Regions from separate parts of the Ovis aries genome. Here all the other regions are linked to region 3. The links are chromatin contacts, called in public Hi-C maps. All regions are on one chromosome and are shown on one strand. The core of a region is the stretch at or near the end of the contact, and the rest is flanking DNA. Distances in the headings are between cores, read along the strand shown. Region 1 holds the start of SOCS5 (suppressor of cytokine signaling 5). Region 2 has its middle 33 kb from the start of CRIPT. Region 3 has its middle 31 kb from the start of MCFD2.

Region 1 (2,827 bases), core at 146-2,645, 190 kb after region 3:
ATTTGAGAATTTCCAGCAAAAATAATAACCGGGAAAACACCATAGAACGCATACATACATTTTAGAAGACAGCTGCCAAGGTCCACCTTTTGGTTGGAATGCCGAAAGAAAATGTCAAAAATCACCTCGCGACTCCAATCCTTCAGCCTTTCAAAGTTCAGAACCAAGCCAAGATGAGCGCTTAAACTGTTTCTGAGCATCCTTCTTTAAATACAACGCCCTCTCCAGAAAGTCACTTCGCCTCAGCTACTTGAATCCCCAAATCCCAGTACCAAAGAATCTTAGGGCCCCAAGTAGTTGCAGAGGGTCTTCCAGCGCCCGCCTGAGCATCCCTTTCCACCTCGGGTTAAACTCCGGAGGTGCTCCAGCCACTTCCCCCATCCAAGTTTCCCAGTTCCCTCTCATCTCCCGGTGGACCTTCTCGTCGACCTTGAGGACCCCCGGACTGGAGCCTCAGAACCCAGTATCTTGACGGATGCCCTCTTCCATGCAGCGCGCGCAAATGCCCCACAGTCTCTGGTGACCCCCGAGACTGGCCACGACCCTGATCATGAACGTCCTCCGACTACCCTGGAGCGATCCCTCTCCCCTTAGGCGCCCCTGATTCCTCCAACCAGAAAAATAATTCAACGAAATGCATCGAAAGCCTACCAAGCGCAAGCTCCCACTATGCGCCGCACGGTCTGCACCCGGCTCGCGGCCCGGGTCCGCCGTCCCCCGCCCGTCGTCTTCTTCCCGGCCGGAGGGCTGGCGCTGCCTCCGCCCGGGATGTGGAGGCGCCGGCTGGAGACGGACTGCGCCCGGAGCGAGCACCTGGGGCCGGAGAGGCGGCAGCTAACGGCGGCGCGGGGGCCGGGGAGCGCTCACCAACCAGGTCGGCCGCGGGGACACTCACCGGTCGGGGCGCGCGGGGCGGCCTCATCCAGGGGCACCTGCGGCCAGGCAGGACGGGCCCGGACGGCGCAGTCACCGAGAGCGAGTCCGCCGGACAGCCCGCCGGTCCCGTCCGGCTCTCAGGGACAGCCCGAGCGAGCGCAGTCTCGCTTCCTCCGGACGGAGCCCGGGGACCCCAGCTCCGCCGGATGCCCCCTCCAGGCCCCCACCCCTTTCCCGGGCCGCCTCCCCCTCTTCACCCTTTACCCCTCCCCCCACCCCCCAACCCCCACCGGAATGGAAAATACCTCCCGGGGCGGGGGGAGGCGGCGGCACGCCTCTCTGAAGGGCAGCCTACCGTGACCAATAGCAGGCGGGGCTCTGGAGGGGCGGGATTCCTAGCGGCCAATCCGAAGGCGTGTAGGTGAAGGCCGAAGGAGGGAGGCTGGGAGCTAGAGTTAAGCGGCCCGGGAGTCAGGGAGGTCCGGCCGCTCGGGTACGCTCTGTGCGCGGCTGCCATTTTGGAGTCGGGCCGCAGCGGCGGCGGCCGGGTCCGGCCCGGGGGAAAGGGAGGAGCCAGTCAGATGGGAGATATGAGGTCACGTGGGCTTGAGGGGCGGAGTAAAGCGGACCCAAGGGGAGGGGTCGGCGGCGGCGAGTCACTGGGTCTGAGCAGGGTCACGTGGTCCGAGAAGGGGCAGCGGTGGGCTTGAGGGCGGAAGGTCAGCCTTGAAGTGGTGGGAGGAGGAACGCTTTGTCCCTGGTTTCAACTCTGTTAGGAAAAAGGAAAGGAAAAATGTTGAATGGAGGCGTGAGTTCCTTGTTGGAAAATGTGAATGAGTCTCCCTAGATCCCTCCAGCAAGGAGCCTATTATTAAATTCCAAGATCCACGGGAACCTAGGCACTTCGTTTAATTCAAGTAATGCCATCCCTATTGCCAGCTGTCACAAACATGACTCAGATCGGATGGAGGGTTGTCTCTCACTTTTTGCTTGCAGTTTGGCTGGAAGGGCTCCCCAACCCTAGAAATGGTTAATAGGATAAAAGCATAGTTGAGGCAGTCTGACTCCACCAGGACAGGCCGTCTGGACTTATAGAAGCCTTGTCATTCACAAACTTACTGGCCACTTTTGTGTTAGACATACTCATGGTCGTATTATAACACCTCCAAACAAAACAAACAATGAGACCCTGTCTGGCTCTCAGCCGTATTTCAACTCCAGACTAAATTATGTTCCTTACTAATCCACTGAAAGTGCCCCTCTCAAGGCCGCCAGTGACATCCGTATGATCGAGTTCAAGGGTCGCTTGTATAAAGTGATCTCTTTTGCAGTAGTTTCTAAGGTCTCCCGTCACTCCAGTTTCCCTAAGACTATAAACTCTCAGATTGCATTTTTTTCAGCTAACCTAATTCAGTTGTGTTGGCTTTTTAGAAGAGTCCCAGGATCTAATCCTTAGTCCTCTCCTTAGTAGGTACAGAGTCATTCTGCTGCACTCTAAGGTAGTCTAACCATTCTGATGACTGAGTGTACCTTTAATGAGGTTCCCATCTGCCTGTCTTAGTGCTTTTGGATATCTCCACTTAAATCTAATCTTGACACATCCAAATATGAACTGAAATACCCTAAGAAGTCCACAAAACCTGCTCCTCCCCGTCTGTTATCTTCTTTGATAACATCACCATTCATTCACTTCACCAAACCAGAACCTGGGAGCAATCCTCCATACTGCCTCCTTGCTGTAACACTTCTGTACCCCTCTGAGCTTTGTCCTGTTGGTTATCTTTTCTAATTGTGCTTTCCCCTCAATTTCAACAGCCATTGCCTCACCTGGGCCATTTATTCATTAGCCCAGTATTTACTAAGCATTTTACAATGTGCCAGCTACTGTTTGAGGTGCTTAGGATATGGTGGTGAACAAAATTGACTAAGTTCCTGAATAGGGTGAAATAAA
Region 2 (2,811 bases), core at 217-2,716, 230 kb after region 3:
TAAAGAGATCTGGCCTTGGCTTTAGGGAGACCCCGTAAGTAGAAGAAAGATTATGGACTTTGGAGGCAGAGATCAGGGTGTGACTCCTGACTCTCTGTGTCGTTTTAGACCTTTGTGTGAGTGAGTTAACCTCTGTGAATTTTGTCATAAAAGGATAATATAAGATCAGTGATGATGTATATAAAGTGATTTGCACAGGGTGGACTGATAGAGGCTAAATGACTGATGAAAGAGGCCATAGCTCAAGGTTGGAGCTCCCAATGGACTGGTCCTGATCTAAAACGGGAGCTGAGGTCTCCAGAGAGATGCTGCTGGGTGTCTGATTCATGCCTGATGTTGTTGCTTGGCCAACTTCTTCTCTTCTTACCTTCAACGTCACTTCCCTAAGGAAGCCTTACTACAGACTCATACTTCTTATAAGAAGGATGCTATACTTTTTCATATGACTTTTTGTAATTTGAATTCAAATTTACTTGGAATCTTAAAAATACAACCAACTAGTGACTACAACAAAAAGAAGCAGACTCACAGATTAAAAAACAAAAACAAAAACTAGTGATTACCAGTAGTGAGAGGCAAGAGGGAAGGGGATTAAGAGGTACAAACTGTCCTGTATAAAATAACCTACAAGAATATATTACACAATCTGGGCAATATAGCCAATATTTTATAATAACTACAAATGGAAGACAGCCTTTAAAAATTATGTATCACTATAGTGTACACTTGTGGAGAAGGCAATGGCACCCCACTCCAGTGTTCTTGCCTGGAAAATCTCATGGACGGCGGAGCCTGGTAGGCTGCCGTCTATGGGGTCGCACAGAGTCGGACACGACTGAAGTGACTTAGCAGCAGCACAGTGTATACTTGTAACTTATATAAGATTACACATCAACTATACTCCAATTAAAAATAGTAAAAACTTAAAAGACAAAAATAAAAACCAAAATGTACTTGACAAATTATTTACTTTCTGTCTTTTCCATCTGACCATGAACGCCCTTAAGGCAGGGACCATGTCTGTCTTGTTCACTGTTTTAGATTTAGCAGACAAATGCTCGGCATTCAGTAAATGCTGTTGAATGAAATGAAAGGATGAATCAAATGACCATCAACTGTACTGCTGCTGCTGCTAAGTCGCTTCAGTCGTGTCCGACTCTGTGTGACCCCAGAGACTGCAGCCCACCAGGCTCCCCCGTCCCTGGGATTCTCCAGGCAAGAACACTGGAGTGGGTTGCCATTTCCTTCCCCAATGCATGAAAGTGAAAAGTGAAAGTGAAGTCGCTCAGTCGTGTCCGACCCTCAGTGACCCCATGGACTGCAGCCCACCAGGCTCCTCCGTCCATGGGAGTTTCCAGGCAAGAGTACTGGAGTGGGGTGCCATTGCCTTCTCCCTCAACTGTACTAGAAGACATAATTTGTGAGGGAATTTAGTCGGCAGTGAGCCACTAGATGGAGCTACTACTCTGCATGAAAACTATCCAACACACTTGCGGGAGACATGAGGCTCTGAACACCGGATTGTCGGCCCCCAAGCCTGTGCTCTTTCCAGGGGTTTTACTTGGGTAGTCTAATGCAGCCAGTGGGGATGCTTCCTGCTGTGACAGTCTCCCCACTCTTACCCCAACCTTTTTTCCCCTCACGGCTTGTTGTTGTTTTATCACATACCCAAGTAGAACTCTCCACACAACCACTGGTTTCTAAAACACCAACTTAGAGAGGGGAAATGAGAGGCAGAATAGACTCAGTGTCTCTTAGACCAGACACTTGATTTAAGCCCTGGGCTCACTCATGAGCTAGGTGTAGCATTCTGAGAAAGTGGCGAATGATCTTCAATGTATCGATCAGTCATCAGTAGTTCTTCACTCAGCATCTATGTTGTATACACAGGGCTGAGCAAACACAGATAGGCTTATAATCTAGTAGGGAATACAAGACATGCCTATATAGGACATAACACACTGTAGTACCTAAGAGCTTGTGGATGATACATATAATAAGTGTACTAGGAATTCAGAAGCAGAAAGATTCCTATGACTAAGGGTAATTGTAGATCTGAAAAAGTCAGGGTCGACCTCCACAGAAAACACATTTAAAGATATGGGCACCAAGTAAACTTGTCCCTTTCTTCTAGAGGTGTGGACTAAGGAGAGTTGCTTTGACACCACTGAGAGCTTGTTAGAAGTGTAGAACTGTGGGTTTCGTCTTGGACCTGCTGAACCAGAATCTGCATTTTAACAGGATCTCCAGATGATTTCAGACTTTTGGGGACTAAGTATCAGTATTCACATGTCCCTTTAAAATGAAATAGTACTCTATCTAAAATGCTCCTCAATTTTACTGTTCAGTTTAACTTTAGATTTTTATTTGCTTTTTTAAAAATTAATTTTTATTGGCACAGGGTGGACTTTACAATGTGTTGCTTTACAATGTGTTAGTTTCTGCTGCCGCTGCTGCTAAGTCACTTTAGTTGTGTCCGACTCTGTGCGACCCCAGAGACAGCAGCCCACCAGGCTCCGCCGTCCCTGGGATTCTCCAGGCAAGAACACTGGAGTGGGTTGCCATTTCCTTCTCCAATGCATGAAAGTGAAAGGTGAAAGTGAAGTCGCTCAGTCGTGTCCGACCCTCAGTGACCCCATGGACTGCAGCCCACCAGGCTCCTCCATCCATGGGATTTTCCAAGCAAGAATACTGGAGTGGGGTGCCATTGCCTTCTCTGGTTGAAGAAACTAGGCTTTGCACATTCCTAAAGGATGTTTTCTGAATCACTGAAGTGTATGACTTCCCTGAGGGTACAGAGGATAAGAGTCC
Region 3 (3,041 bases), core at 217-2,716:
TGGGGTAAGGTCTATTTAGCCCTTCATTTGGCTGTACATGGGAATTACCTGAGCCACCGTTTAAGCTCCCAGTGCCCAGGCTCCACGCTGGACCTGTTACATCAGAATTTCTGGGGGTGGGAGCGCCAAGAAAACCTCTTAAAGACCTTCTCCTTTGCCCATCCCCTACAACTGGTACCTGTAAGGAGAGCCAGGATGAGAGCTGGGAATATCCCTACATTCTGGCTGCCTCTCCTGGCCTAACCCTGGCCCCCAGTCCGACCCTTCAGGGCTCTCTCAAACCGGGAATCTGGGGCTTAATAAGCAGGGGGTGTGGCTGGGGTGATCCCTGCCATCTGTGAGGCTGCCTCTGGCTGTGAAGGATGTAACAGGGTCACCAGCAGCGCGGGCTGACCCCTCACAAGTGCAATTTACGAGGCAAAAATTTCTCTCTTCATAAACAAGTCCCAGGTTCCTGTCACGAAGGGTAATTGAGGCTTTTAGCTTCTGTGTCACAGTCATCACGCATTTCTTTACGTGCCTGGTGGGATCGCCCACAGGGAATTAAGTCACGTTCTTGGTCAGTGAGTAGCAGAGAGGCCATATGAAACGGACACCCAGGCAGGTGACTCAGCCGGGACCTGAGCCCTGGAGAGCCCCTGGAGAGCTTCCCCTCCAGTGTCCAGTCCCTCAGTTCACTCAGACTGTCCTGCGGAGGGGGCGTGCGGGCTGCGGGTGGAGGCGGGGAATCTGGAGCGGCTCCTGCTTCCTCGTCTGTGAAAAGGAGATGAGCGTGTTTATTTCTCGGGGGTGACTGTGAGGGAAAAAAAGGAGGCAGTGAACATGAAAACCTGGTGCCTAGCGGGCGATGGTTCATTCAAGCCACCTAACTGCTGCTTCCGTTCGCCTCTTCCCTCCTTCTCCCCACAGGGCCCCAAACACACAAACACCGGTTTACGTGCAGCCGGAGCTGAGAAATACCTGTGGACTGAATTCCAAACAGCTGGGGTCCGGACCAGCGATCATACTGTTGGGGGTACTTTAGGCCCGTTCCCTTTCCCTCCCAAGAAGCCCTGTCCTTTTCTCCGCCTAGGGTCCAGGCGCAGGGCTCCTCCCTGAGACGGGAGCCGCCTAGCGGCAGGCTGAAAAGACAAAGAAAGTCAAAGTCGCTCGGTCCCTTCCGACTCTTTGCCACCCCAAGGATTCCTCAGGCCAGAATACTGAGTGGGCAGCTGTTCCCTTGCGCCAGGGGATCTTCCCAACCCAGGGATCGAACCCAGGTCTCCCGCATTGCAGGCGGATTCTTTACCAGCTGAGCCACAAGGGAAAGCCCTTTGGCAGGCTCAAGGGCCTCCATCACTCCGCCCCTGCAACCCGATGTGGTAAGTAGACCCAGGAACAAAATAGCTATCATTCTTCCTTCTGACACATGAGGAGACAGACTAGGAGTAGCCAAGCTATTTCTCTAGGTCACAGAGCTAGTTCCTGTGTTCCAACCATCACCCCAGGCTTGGTGCCCAGCGCTGACTCTGCACCCTAATCCCTCTGCACTTGGGGGGTGAGGGCGCCCCCTGGAGGCTTCTCCTGGGAGTGCAGTCTCAGTTCAGTTGCCCAGTTGTGTCAGACTTTGCAACCCTGTGAACTGCAGCATGCCAGGCCTCCCTGTCCGTCACCAAGTCACCAACTCCCGGAGCCTGCTCAAACTCATGTCCATCCCGTCAAGATGGGAGAAAACCTGGCATCGGGAGCTCCCTCCCCAAGGTCAGGGTACTGCACTGAGAAATCCAAGGACTGGTGGTGGAGACACAGAATACCTGGGAAGAGGAAGGATGGGGTGTGAAGATCTGGACAGCAAAGGTACCTACTCTCCGCGAAGAATGGCCAACTGCTGAGTGACCAGCTGGTCTGTCCTCCGGCCAGAGAGCTGCAGTGGAGCCAGGGTTGCCTGCGCTATGGCTTCAGGTCTGCAACTGTAGGCTGGTGATCTCAGGAGATTGAAGTAGGCGTGTTAAGGAGAGTGTGTGAGAGGTGGCGAGGGTTCCTAATCCTGGTTTTCCTGGTCACCAGTGGGTGGTCTTGGGCCCAGCTAAACGCCCCCAAAATGTGGATAATAGTACCTGTTTCAGTAGGCTGTTGTTATTTAGTCTCTAAAGTGAAAGTGAAAGTGAAGTTGCTCAGTCGTGTCTGACTCTTTGCCACCCCCTGGACTGTAGCCTACCAGGCTCCTCTGTCCATGGGATTCCCCAGGCAAGAGTACTGGAGTGGGTTGCCATTTCCTTCTCCAGGATCTTCCCAACCCAGGGATCGAACCTACATCACCTGCACTCTCAGGCGAATTCTTTACTACTGAGCCACCAGGAAAGCCCCCAGTGGACTGTTCAGTTCAGTTGCTCAGTCGTGTCCGACTCTTCGAGACCCCATGAATTGCAGCACGCCAGGACTCCCTGTCCATCACCAACTCCCAGAGTTCACTCAGACTCATGTCCATTGAGTCAGTGATGCCATCCAGCCATCTCATCCTCTGTCGTCCCCTTCTCCTCCTGCCCCCAATCCCTCCCAGCATCAGAGACTCTTCCAATGAGTTAACTCTTCGCATGAGATGGCCAAAGTACTGGAGTTTCAGCTTCAGCATCATTCCCTCCAAAGAAATCCCAGAGCTGATCTCCTTCAGAATGGACGGGTTGGATCTCCTTGTAGTCCAAGGGACTGTTACAAAGATTAATTAACACATAAGAAAGCTCTTGTAAAGTTACTGGGCCAGTGCAAACACTACGTTTGTATTTGCTATCACCCTAAATCCATGAAGGCAGGGAGACACTGCTGGTATGCCAAGCTCAGTGAATCTGAATTTACTGGGGTTTTTTTCCAGGGAGCGAGCCCTCTGTCTTTAGATGCCCCTCTGTGGATCCACTTTGTACTTCTATGACCCAGCACTGCCTGGTCAAGATGGGTAGCCCAAGCTGGGGTTCAGGTTCAATTTACTTGAGACTTGAGGACATTCTGTGTGTGCTTTTGGTTTCTTTGTTTGGCCAATCTGATATAGGTGAGATATTGTATTCTTT

What was found. A called contact is a pair of places that touch in the nucleus more often than the background predicts.
Region 1: a contact with region 3 is called in a Hi-C map of skin fibroblasts, with 1.8 times the contacts expected there. The contact joins the promoter of SOCS5 here to the enhancer-like site in region 3. A contact is called at or near these places in 2 of 16 Hi-C or Micro-C datasets (skin fibroblasts and tail adipose tissue).
Region 2: a contact with region 3 is called in a Hi-C map of hypothalamus, with 4 times the contacts expected there. The contact joins two enhancer-like sites. A contact is called at or near these places in 7 of 16 Hi-C or Micro-C datasets (blood, hypothalamus, muscle and 2 more).

What each region holds. Positions count from the first base shown.
Region 1 is chr3:77,644,916-77,647,742 of ARS-UI_Ramb_v3.0, forward strand. SOCS5 (suppressor of cytokine signaling 5) reads right to left here and starts at 1,396. Exons shown (of 2, transcript XM_042246217.1): 1 at 1,182-1,396. It overlaps LOC132659409 (a long non-coding RNA gene), which reads left to right and starts at 1,535. Exons shown (of 2, transcript XR_009599839.1): 1 at 1,535-2,827.
Region 2 is chr3:77,691,190-77,694,000 of ARS-UI_Ramb_v3.0, forward strand. No RefSeq gene overlaps it. Among named protein-coding and RNA genes, the nearest start is that of CRIPT, 33 kb to the right of the region's middle. Within about 2 kb of position 1,467, at least 6 of the 54 cell types and tissues checked have an H3K27ac peak or open chromatin away from gene starts, as enhancers often do.
Region 3 is chr3:77,456,610-77,459,650 of ARS-UI_Ramb_v3.0, forward strand. No RefSeq gene overlaps it. Among named protein-coding and RNA genes, the nearest start is that of MCFD2, 31 kb to the left of the region's middle. Within about 2 kb of position 1,467, at least 7 of the 54 cell types and tissues checked have an H3K27ac peak or open chromatin away from gene starts, as enhancers often do. A contact at or near this core is called in tail adipose tissue, where this site is marked.